Linked DNA regions of Sus scrofa: region 1 is linked to region 2. The links are chromatin contacts, called in public Hi-C maps. All regions are on one chromosome and are shown on one strand. The core of a region is the stretch at or near the end of the contact, and the rest is flanking DNA. Distances in the headings are between cores, read along the strand shown. Region 1 holds the start of GNPNAT1 (glucosamine-phosphate N-acetyltransferase 1). Region 2 holds the start of TXNDC16 (thioredoxin domain-containing protein 16).

Region 1 (5,633 bases), core at 1,605-4,104, 220 kb after region 2:
GCTCACAAGCAGGCAGCAGGGCCAGCTTCAAGGGCCCTGGACTGTGCAGCTGCACATGGCCCCAGACTTGGTTAATTCTCTGCTGTCACTGTCTAGAAATTCTTAATAATTTTTAAACAGAGTCCTGTATTTTCATTTTTCATGGGATGCCACAAATTTTGCAGCCATTTTTGCACGACTCCAGGCTCTGAAACTCTTTAGTATTGAAGATGCAGTAGTGAAGGTGAATTCTCTACTGTATAAGAGTTAAATTCAGTCAAAGCAGCACTTATAACCTATATTTGGAAAATAAGAATTTCAGGCTTGTCAAAAATACTTAAAGCATTCTGGATAGAAATAAGAGTCAATATTCTTATGTCAATCAGAAATTAGTATCAAAATGCTTATATGAGTTATTTTACAAAACACAGCCATACTTAAGGTTACCTTCTTTTATCTTACTCTGTCCCCATATACTAAAATTCTGCTAGTGCCCAATTAATATGCTGGACAAGTTAAAACATGATTTGAGGAGTTCCCGTTGTGGCACAGTGGTTAACGAATCCGACTAGGAACCATGAGGTTGCGGGTTCGATCCCTGCCCTTGCTCAGTGGGTTAACGATCCGGTGTTGCCGTGAGCTGTGGTGTAGGTCACAGACGCGGCTCGGATCCTGTGTTGCTGTGGCTCTGGCGTAGGCTGGCGGCTACAGCTCTGATTAGACCCCTAGCCCGGGAACCTCCATATGCCGCAGGAGCGGTTCAAGAAATGGCAAAAAGACAAAAACAAAAACAAAAAACATGATTTGATAATAAATTTCAAAAGATTTTAAAAAAGAGAAAAAGAGGTAGATTTACTTGGTTTACAAAAGAAATAATTTTCAGCATCTTAGAGTGCCCCTAGGTACCACAAAACTGGGAAATTTCAATAAATAGAACTGCATAATTGTTTGAAGCTGAATCTCAGTATTATCATTGGGGTCTTATTTCGAAGATTTTTGATAATTTTAAAAAGTAAACCCTAACCTATAAGTATTTCTCAAGAACCTTTCCTGTTTAACCACTAAGTTAGCATGCATTTAAAGGCCCGTATATGCCTAACCTTAGCTCAATAAATGCCTAGTGAATGAATAATGAATGGTGTAACACTTATCTGGAGGTCACATTTCAGAAAATCTAGAAGAAAGATTCCCAAACTGCCACAAGTAATATCACAAAAACCATACATCAAATTCATTTTTACTAAGATCAGCTCAGGTTTTCAGTCAGTTGAACATTCTTTGGAAGCAAATGCAACATTGGTTTCTCAGCCTCTACAGGACACTAGAATATACACATAGGGAGGAGCTGTTGCTAGAAACAAGCAAGTGAGAGCAACAAGTTATAGATACTGGGAATGAAGATTTCAAAAGTTGACACAAAAATTTAAAAAACAATCTGAGGTCAAATCCAAACTGCCTTTAGATATCTCAAGAGCTCTTGAGGGCATCGCTGTACTCCTTCAGTATAGGGTTAAAGCAGGCAGGGGGCCCTCGTGCTGTGTGAGACTGGGGTTCCTCGACATACATTTTATAACAATTTCAATAATTTGATTAAATTCTGAATCTAAAGAACACCCCATTCGCTGATCATTTTGATAGGTCTGGCTATATTTATTACATAGCTATATTTATTACACTTAAGGTGAGAATTTTCAAAAGTATTTTCTGATAGTTTATCTGACCTCTGTAATAGAGGCATTATTCTCAGTCTATCCTGGAGCAAGCTGGAGCACGTGGAACTTTCAGGACTTAACTCCAAGGTAACAGCCAATGAGTGAATTGGGACTAAATCTTCTGCTGTGGTTCTCCCACCTTGAGCTCTACAAACACCATACTCAGTAGAAGCCAATCTTTACATCATCGTGCCAGACAGGTAGCTGTCTCCTCTATTCTAAAAAATGTCAGTGAATCCTGCCTAATGAAACTGATCAAAATGATTTCTTGAGATCCCTTCTAAGATTCACTCACGAGTGTATATCCTAATAAAACTAGAATTGCCTTTCAATTTTGTGTGAAATTTTAAGAGTTCAATTTACATAAACATTACATCCCATAACAGAAATCACCGTACTCAGTGTTCCTAGGGGTAGAAGTCGCGGGAAGAGACAAAGGATGTCGGTCTTTCGCACATTGAAAACCCCAACTTAGTCAGCCCAGGAGGTGTTCTTCGGAGCCGAATCATGTCCTCAAGTGGCTCCTGACCGCTGTGGGGTGCTCCTCGAAAAGGAAAAGGGGGCCCCAGGCGTTCGTGCCCACTCAAAACCGAAGGCGACAGAGACTGTGAATAGCTGTCACAATCCTCCATGCTAAAGAGTTTAGACCCAAGTCTCCGTTCTTGCCCTACCAAGGGCCACCCCCTGCATGGCCGGACCACTGGCCATCATCCCTAACCTGTTCCAGGCGTGTGTCCGCTGAACTTGCTCTAAACTACCCTCTACGCCCCCATGTACACCCAGCTGGCGAAGATCAATGCCCAGCTCCTCGAACGGAACCTCCCCGAGCCCTAGCCCAGGCCTAGCTCTCCTCGCTCGGGGTAGCAGTCCCACCTGTTTGATAAATCTGAAGGCAGGCCCACGACGGCACCCAGGGCATCCAGCCCGGCCCCGCTCCCTCTCCCCGACCCCCAGCCCCCTCACCCGTAGAGGGCCGCAGTTGGCGCTCCTCTCCAGGCCTTGTCGAACTCTCACCCACCCGGGTATACAGCACTGGATCCGGATCCGGCTTCAGCGCCAGCCCCACCTCCTCTACCTCCCGCGCGCGCTACAGTCGCTTGCTCAGCCGCCACGGCGCGAGCAGCCGCCAGGACGTGGCAGCACCACCGCCTCCAGCCCGCCCCTGCCCGCTGACGCAGGGCAGCGCGCAGGCCGGCGGAGGCGACGGCGGGCGGGGCCAGGGGCGAAACCCGAGTGCGGGGGCGGGGCCTGTGGCGGCGTCAGCACGTGGGGCGGCAGCGAAGACGTTCCCGGGACTCCGCCCGGCGCGGGCGCCGGGCAGGAATCCAGAGCTCACTCCTTCGTACTCCGCGCTCCCTAAGGCTTTTCCCACGGCCTCAGCGTCTTGGCTTTTATGGAAATAATTTTGCCTCGGAGTCAGCTAAGTGGTGACTAGTGTGGGCTGCTTTGATTCTTAGAGGCCAGAGGCTCGGCCCCTTGCCCTCTGCATTTGCCCCTTCCCTTCAGAATCACTCCACTCATTGATTAGGACTTGTGCTGGAGGCTCGAAGCTTCTTATCCCGTTTTTTTTTGAGTCACAAATCCAGTCTCTGTGAGGCGGGGCACCTGCATCTTACTCCCAGACTGCGTTTTATTTCTCGCTCAACTCCTTTTTGGATGAACGTGGGGTTAAGACATTAGTTCTCAGCTGCGCGATTTTATTTCCCAGGAGACAGTTGACCATGTGTGGCACATTTTCAAACTCAAATCTTAGGGGAGCGGGGATGGGGAGGGAACAGGTTTTAGCGGCATCTCTCCAGATGAGAGGATAAAAGTGGGTATAGATCAGGCACGCTGCAAAATGTTGCACAGAACACACGGCAGCTCCCAACAACAACAAAAATCACCTGGCCTGAAATTTCAGTATTGCCGAACTTGAGAAACCCTGGGTTAGAAGAAAACTGACTTTTCTCTGACCTCCTGTCTTACCTAAGTAGCATGTGTTAGTAAACAGGTTCAGAGATGTTAGTTAATATGCTGAAGTCACATAGCTAGTCTCTCTCCTTCCTTGCTTCGTTCCATAAATTTCAATTTTTTTCTTGCTTATTTTTGAGACTTAAATTTCAGTTAACTGTTTTACTGATTGGTGCATTCTCACAACTTCAGAATATCCATCTCGTTTTTACCCTTACACATACAAAAGAATATGCGAAGACGTAAACAACAGTAAACACCGCTAATCTTAAGAAACACATAGCTTTGTTTTCTTTCAGATTTCTGACCCTATATTTACAGTGAGTTCCTCCTGGGCAAAAGAACCTTGTAAATTTTCTTTTTTCTCTCCTTTAGGGCCACAGGTGCTGCATAATGAAGTTCCCGGGCTAGAGGTGGAATCAGAGCTTCAGCTGTTGATCTATGCCACAGCAATGTGCGATCTGAGCCGTCTGCGACGTACACCACAGCTAGCTGCAACTAGGGATCCTTAACCCATTGAGCGAGGCGAAGGGTTGAACCCAAATACTAATGGATACTAGTTGGGGTCATTTCCACTGAGCCACAGTGAGAACTCCCAGTAAATTTTAAATTTATCAGAGTGAAACAATTGTAAAATTCATCCAGACCACAGGAGTTCTAAGAGGTACCCCACCAGATCTGCATTCAAGACATACCACTGGAGTTCCCACTGTGGTGACATGGTTTAAGAGTCCGACTGCAGTGGCCTGGGTTTCTACAGAGGCGTGGGCTGGATTTCCAGCCTTGGGCAGTGGGTTAAATATTCTGGGCACTGCTGCAGTTGCGGCCTAGGTCACAGCAAGGGCTGGGATTCAGTCCCTGGCCAGATGGGGCTTTCCATATGCCCTGAATGTGGCAATAAACAGAAACAAAAAAGAAAAGAAAAAAGGACTTATTACTCCTTACCCTCTTTGTGCCATGGGACCCCACTTCTTCTTTGAAAGTCAAATTCAGTCACTCTGGCGAGTGACTCTTTTTTTTGTTGTTGTTGGAATGAGCAGCCCAAGGTAGCCAGGTAACAATATTAACTTCTAGTTTAATAGAACCATTGGTGTGTCCTCTAGTGATTTTTATTTATTTTATGGATTCTTTTTTAAAATAGAGATGTAATTGGCATATAACATTGTATTAGTTTTAGGTCTGTAACATAATATGTATATATTGGAAATGATCACCACAATAAGTTAATTAACATCCATCACCACACATAGTTATGAATTTTTTCTTATGATGAGAACTTTTAGGATTTATTCTCTTAGCAACTTGCAGATGCAAAGTGCTGTTGAGTGCAGTCACCATAGATCACATTATATCCCTAGACCTTATTTATTTTATATGTGGAAGTTTGTACACTTTGACCACCTTCACTCATTTTGCCCCCCACCCCCATACTCTGGCAGCCAGCAATTTGTTCTCTGTATTATGAATTATTTTTTGTTTTGTTTAGATTCTACATATAAAGGAGATCATATAGTATTTGTCTTACTACCTGACTTATTTCACTAAGCATCATGCTTTCAATACCCATACATGGTGTCACAAGTGGCAGGATTTCCTTCTCTTTTATTGCTGAATAATATTTTGTGTGTGTATGTATGCACCAAAATTTCTTTATCTACTCATCTGTCAGTGGACACACAGTTTGTTTCCATGTCTTGGCTATTGTCAGTAACACTGCTGTGAACATGGGTGTGTATAGAGCTTTCGATATGTAAGATAGTGTTTTTGTTTCCTTCACATCAATACCCAGGGGAATTGCTGGATCACATGGTAGTTATAATTTTAATTTTTTGAGAAACTGCCATACCATTTTCCATAGTGGCTGCATTAATTTGCATTCTTACCAACAGGATGCAAGGGTACCCTTTTTTCCAAATCCTTGCCAGTGCTTCCTGTCTTTTTGATGATGACATTCTAACATGTGAGGTGATATCTTGTTATGGTTTTTAG
Region 2 (5,567 bases), core at 2,123-4,622:
ATATATATCCTAGATTTTAAAGCAGTCTATTTCAAAGAATTCACAAGAAATTGACCCAGTTTCACTTTAGGAATTTTCTAAAAGGAAAGGTGACCCTATAAAATGCAGCTCACTGTCATCACAACAGGTGCCAATATCAAAAGAAAATGGGAGCCCTAGGCAAATGTTTGCCAATACTACACATAGACATCTCCCAACTAAGTGCTGATTCTTACCCTTTGGGCCTGGAAGGAGCCCTCAGTTCTTCAGTATAATGCTCCTGGCAGCTCTAATCAGAGCAAGATGTCACTTTTGTCTCATCCCTAAACTCTACAAACAAGTACGCATGCACAAGTCATTTAAAAGTTAGAAAAAATGTGTTAAACATTTAAAAAAATAAAACATTTAACTAAGGACAGGAGGAGAAGAAGCACTCCAAGAATGAATGAATGAGGCTAAAGTACAAAAAGGGCTAAAAGTTGTAAATAAAAGGCAATGCTAAGGACAAGAAAAGTTAGTTCTGCTCAGCCCCCAAGAGCAACAAGGAGGAAGTACTTAGAAAAAACCACTGATCATCCTGCCAGTGCGAGGATCAAGAATGTGCCTTTCTGTGCATGTGGAGCAGCTGGCAGTCCTCTTCAGGTAGAGCAATTCCATTTTGGGATTAGGTCCCATGTATAACAACAACTGGCAAACAGCTCCTTTTTTTTGGTCTTTTTAGGGCCACACTCATGGCATATGGAAGTTCCCAGGCTAGGGGTCTAATCAGCGCTGCAGCTGTCAGCCTACAACACAGCCTACGCAACGACGGATCCTTAACCCACTAAGGGGGGGCCAGATATGGAACCTATGTCCTCATGGATACTACTTGGGTTCGTTACCACTGTGCCACAATGGGAACTCCCAGTTCTTCTTTTAAATGTTGGAAAGACCATTGTGCTCGAGTAATCTGCCCTACCAGAACAACAATATTCAACCACTGTGCATTTGGACACATTTCAGATTTTAGATTATGTAGGAACAAGCTTTTCTAGAAGACCTTTGGTTAAGTTGTCTTTTAAAGGCCTAAATTTCCCTTATGATTAAACATAAAACAAATGGTTTCCTATCTCAAGAAAGAAAATTAACAACTGTAAACATTAAACAAATTACACCAAGATCTGTAGGCATCATTTTCTGGGAAAAGATACATTTCATATTCTGCAACAAATGGGGCATATAATGTTTACAAAGTTCCTAAAAGAACATTCTGTCAAAAATTAGCTTACTTACAATTTAATGCTGCTTTTGGAGAACAGAACCTGCTCACTGAACCAGCCTCAAATAAAATGTTAATTAGATCTCATCATAGCTTATCATTTAAGCCCCAAAGGAGGCAATAAAAGGAGTTAATATCTCTCCATTTGAGTTCTCTCAGGGTGATTGTGGCAAAATCTTCTATTTGCACCCCCATACAATGCCCCCCACAAAAGGAGAAAAAAAGCAACTATCTGGATTTGCTATGACTCAGGAATAAAAAGTTTCAAAGGTTTTTTAGCAAAGATCTGAAACTAGTACCTAGTATAGGTACCATCCAGATGTCGTTTACTCTCCCTTTGAGTAGAGAATATAGGAAAAAAAGAAAAAACTCTTCATGGTGCAAACCTACTCAGGAACTAATTCACCGATTATGGAAGATTAAAAAAAAATACACCATGCCAGAGAATACGATGCTTTCCTGATTTTGACAAGTGCCTAAAAGAATATAACTCTCAGTTCATGCTCAATATATCCGCTAAAGTACATAACTGCAATCAGTTAACTCACTGGGGCCAATGGTACTCCGGCCCCTTTCAAACTGAACTATGTACTGCTCTAACCACATTCTCTAAGAATCCATGAGGCAAATGTCTTAAATTCCAATAAATCTGAGATCCTTCTTTACAGCCTTGATGTTGGATTAGGCCTGTTAACCTCTTACAGCCAAGCTGTACCCTTAGCCTGCACCACACAACCTGCTCAGCTGAATGTTTATCAGAGGGATTTCAGATAATAGCGCCTAAATGTATATCACAGTTTGTCAGCACACCTACACAGAACCCAGAACAGAGCAGCATCTGGTGCCTGAGTGAACTTCTGTCCCAGAACCTGGAACACGAGAAACTTTTAAGTCCCCCGTGGATCAGGTAGCTAGGAAAGAAGGTACCAACACTCTCCTTAGAATAGTGAGTTAGGAAAGGCTGAGTCTTGGCTGCACCAGCAAATCTAACAGTCTTTCACGGGGATACTTAATTTGGATGTGCCACCCATTCTAAGGGGAACACAAATTATTCTCTCATCGCTTTGCACTACTTTGCTCTTTTCCTTACCAAACACCTTCCCAAAAAAAGTCAATAAATATTAGTTCAATATACGTGGAAGATCTATTTAGATCTATTTATTTTCACTAATTTTCAGCAGCATGTGACATACAGCATTTGTTTTGTATCTCTCTGAGCCCTAAAAATAGCGCAGCCATCCACCCCATACCAGACCAAGGCTTGAAGGAATACATGGGGAATTTAAGAAGCACAGACTATTCTTTTTCCTCTCCAGACATTCATCAAAGGCTTATAATTCTGTTTCTGCCTGGTTGACTGAACTTATGCCTACAGCATCTTTTCAAATTCGAAGTTTCAAAGACCCACCTTCCCCTACTCGGAGATCGCGTCCATATCCATCTCATCCTAGTATCACTCTTTTTTCTGGGACATTTCCCGAGGGATGAAAGGGTCTTTTAGCGCTTCTGTTCAGCCTTCGCCTCATCCCTTGCCCCCTCCCCACGAAGGGCTCACGTTTTAACTGCCGCTCACGCCCCCGGGGGGCGGGGGGGAGAAGAAACAAAAACGTCTCTAAAGAAGGATCTAGGTGAGGCCCCTTTTAAGCCAAACTCCAGAGTTAGCCGGTGCGGCCCCTGCCGGGGAAGAGCCACCAGGGCTGAATCTCTGCAGGCAGAAACCACAGCCCGTCGCCTGTAGGAGCGGCGCTGCCACCTACCTACTCGGAGACCGGAGGACAAGACCTGCGGGCTGGGACCCGGACGGCTGGCCGACAGTTCCCGCCACTTGAAAGAGAAGAAGCAGAAGGCGGGGTCATGCCCCGCTTGCTTCGCTGCACCGAACCGCTCCCCACACCTGCGAGTTTGCAGCGCTCCCGCCCTCCACGCCTGCAGCCACCACAGCTCGGCTGTATCAGCCGGCAGGGAAAAAACAAGCCGCGAAGCTCCTCCCTCTCCTCGTGGGCCTTACGTGAGGCCTCTCCAGCCAAAGGGAAGCGCAGGGGGAGGAGTGAGAGAAGCCCCAGTGACAGGCCACAACCTAGTCCGCCCGCCGGCGCGAGCGGGCAGCGCAGTTGCTGGGCCAATCGACAGTGTGGGTGGGAAGTGAAGAGGAGGGAGAAAGCGGAGAAAGGAAGCGTCCAATCAGATCGTGAGACCCTGGAGCGACGGGTCCTGCCGCCTGTAGTCTTCCGAGTGCGGCGCGCAGGGGGCGTGCCCACCTGGGCCAATCCGCGCGAGCCCACGGTGCGGAGCGAGCGCCTCAAATGCTCGGGTTTCTCAGCTGATTGTCTCCAGCCGAGAGTTGTTTTTTGCAGCTACCGAGCGGAGCCGCTGCAGGAGGAGCAGAGACCCCCGGGGGGGTGGGGCGGGGAGAGGAGGCGGGGTCCGGGGAGCCGCGGCTGCTCTCCGCGGGGCTCCAGGTCCTGTCACGGCGCTTCCTGGGGTTGGAGGTTGGGGTGGGTGGGGGGTCAGGGAGTCATCCTTCTTCCCCTCGACGGCGGCTCCGAGTCCGGCCCCTTCCTTCCCGCGCTCCCTCGCCCGCCCCACAACCCCCTCATGAGGGTGTCCGTGCCGGGTCCGGCGGCCAGCCGCGAGCCCTCGACGCCCGGCGGGAGCGGCGGAGGCGGAGGCGCCGTCGCTGCTGCCTCAGGCGCCGCGGTGCCGGGCTCGGTACAGTTGGCGCTGAGCATCCTGCACGCCCTGCTCTACGCCGCTCTCTTCGCCTTTGCCTACCTGCAGCTGTGGCGGCTGCTCCTGTATCGCGAGCGGCGCCTGAGTTACCAGAGCCTCTGCCTCTTTCTCTGTCTCCTGTGGGCAGCGCTCAGGACCACCCTTTTCTCCGCCGCCTTCTCGCTCAGCGGCTCCCTGCCCCTGCTCCGGCCGCCCGCTCACCTGCACTTCTTCCCCCACTGGCTGCTCTACTGCTTCCCCTCCTGTCTCCAGTTCTCCACGCTCTGTCTCCTCAACCTCTACCTGGCGGAGGTAAGGCGGGAGGACCGGCACGCTGGGCCGGGCGGGAGAACGGGGCCGCAGCTTTCAACTTGGGCTAGGGACCGGTGGGGGCTGGGGTAGGGAGGTGCGGACCGAGAGTCGCCCGGGGAGACTGAGGTACGCCCGGATTGTGTGCCAGGCTTCTCGCCCTAAACTTGAGCCGCCGATCGGCTCGGCGACTGAAGGGCTTGGAGGGGGATGAGTGAGTGAGAGTGTGTTCCGACAACTTAAGAGAGCAGGACCAGCCTTTGTTCGGCGTCCTGGCCCTGTAAGGGAAGGTATCGGTGGTACCAACAAAGTGGCATCGCAAGAAGTAGCAGCCCCGGTAGCTCTGCCGAAGCTGGACTGTGTTGAGAGAGGTTGGATGCTGAGGTAGCAGCAGCTCTGCTGAAGCTGGACTGCTGCCAGCCATTACGTCACCAGGCAGAGCTGTTCCTCTGCTATTGTTGCTGCGTTTCTTTTATTAGAAGCTTATATTCCCTCCTGCCTCTCCTTTCCCGTGGCTCGATAAGCCTCACACAGATTCCTTTCGTTGGTTCCCCGGCGGGGTTAATTATCAATAACCAAAGCGGAGGGTCAGTATAAAGACCTCCGTAAAAAAATCCCAGTGTTTGCCCCAGTCGCTTCATGCTTTGGGTATTTATCTTATCTTTTTGCAGCCTGGGTTTTGTTTGTTTGTTTGTTTAAGCTAATTAAGAGATAAAATATTAGCTTAGCCTGCGCCTGTTACAGAAACAAACCACCAAACTGTTTTTGCAATAAGTTGCTTAATAGCTGGAACCTAATCACACCCCCTTTCTCTTTCTTGAGGAATTGCTGGTTGGATTGCATTGTTCTGCAGCACTTAGGTATTTGACCCATTTCAAACAGGTTTGAGAGTGTAAGGTTGTCAATCATGTGTGCCAGCTAGTGGTATTTAAGCTAAGGAATTTTGAGAATTGCAAAAAAAAAAAAAAAAAAAAAATCCCCCCTCCCCTCCCCTCTGGAAAAAAAAAAAAAAAGCTTGAGGCGGGGAGGAAACAAGATGACATCATATGCTTAATACTGACTAATATAGAACAATATTGGTCTCTGCAGCTAATCCTCTCAAAGGCTTTTGGAGGTGATGAGAATTAACATAGTTATGAACAAAAGTTAAAAAAAATTGAGGCAGATTAAGTGTTTATATTTCCTGCGTAAACCAACTCTTTTCACTCCTAATAGCTAGGAAGTAGAATGCATAATTTTAAAAGAACAGTCATAACTTCAGCTTTTAACTCTGCTAAAAACAACAATTCAGAGTATGTAACAAATTCAACTT

What was found. Hi-C and Micro-C count contacts between places; a contact is called where the count stands out from the background.
Region 1: a Hi-C map of skeletal muscle shows a contact between it and region 2, with 6 times the contacts expected there. The contact joins the promoter of GNPNAT1 here to the promoter of TXNDC16 in region 2. A contact is called at or near these places in 4 of 47 Hi-C or Micro-C datasets (heart right ventricle, liver and skeletal muscle) and 1 of 2 datasets of contacts at active chromatin or transcription factors (skeletal muscle).

The regions. Positions count from the first base shown.
Region 1 is chr1:182,420,595-182,426,227 of Sscrofa11.1, forward strand. It overlaps GNPNAT1 (glucosamine-phosphate N-acetyltransferase 1), which reads right to left and starts at 2,855. Exons shown (of 6, transcript NM_001243376.1): 1 at 2,655-2,855.
Region 2 is chr1:182,199,676-182,205,242 of Sscrofa11.1, forward strand. It overlaps TXNDC16 (thioredoxin domain-containing protein 16), which reads right to left and starts at 3,373. Exons shown (of 21, transcript XM_021102004.1): 1 at 2,995-3,373. It overlaps GPR137C (integral membrane protein GPR137C), which reads left to right and starts at 3,510. Exons shown (of 7, transcript XM_005659957.3): 1 at 3,510-4,258. The coding sequence starts at 3,833.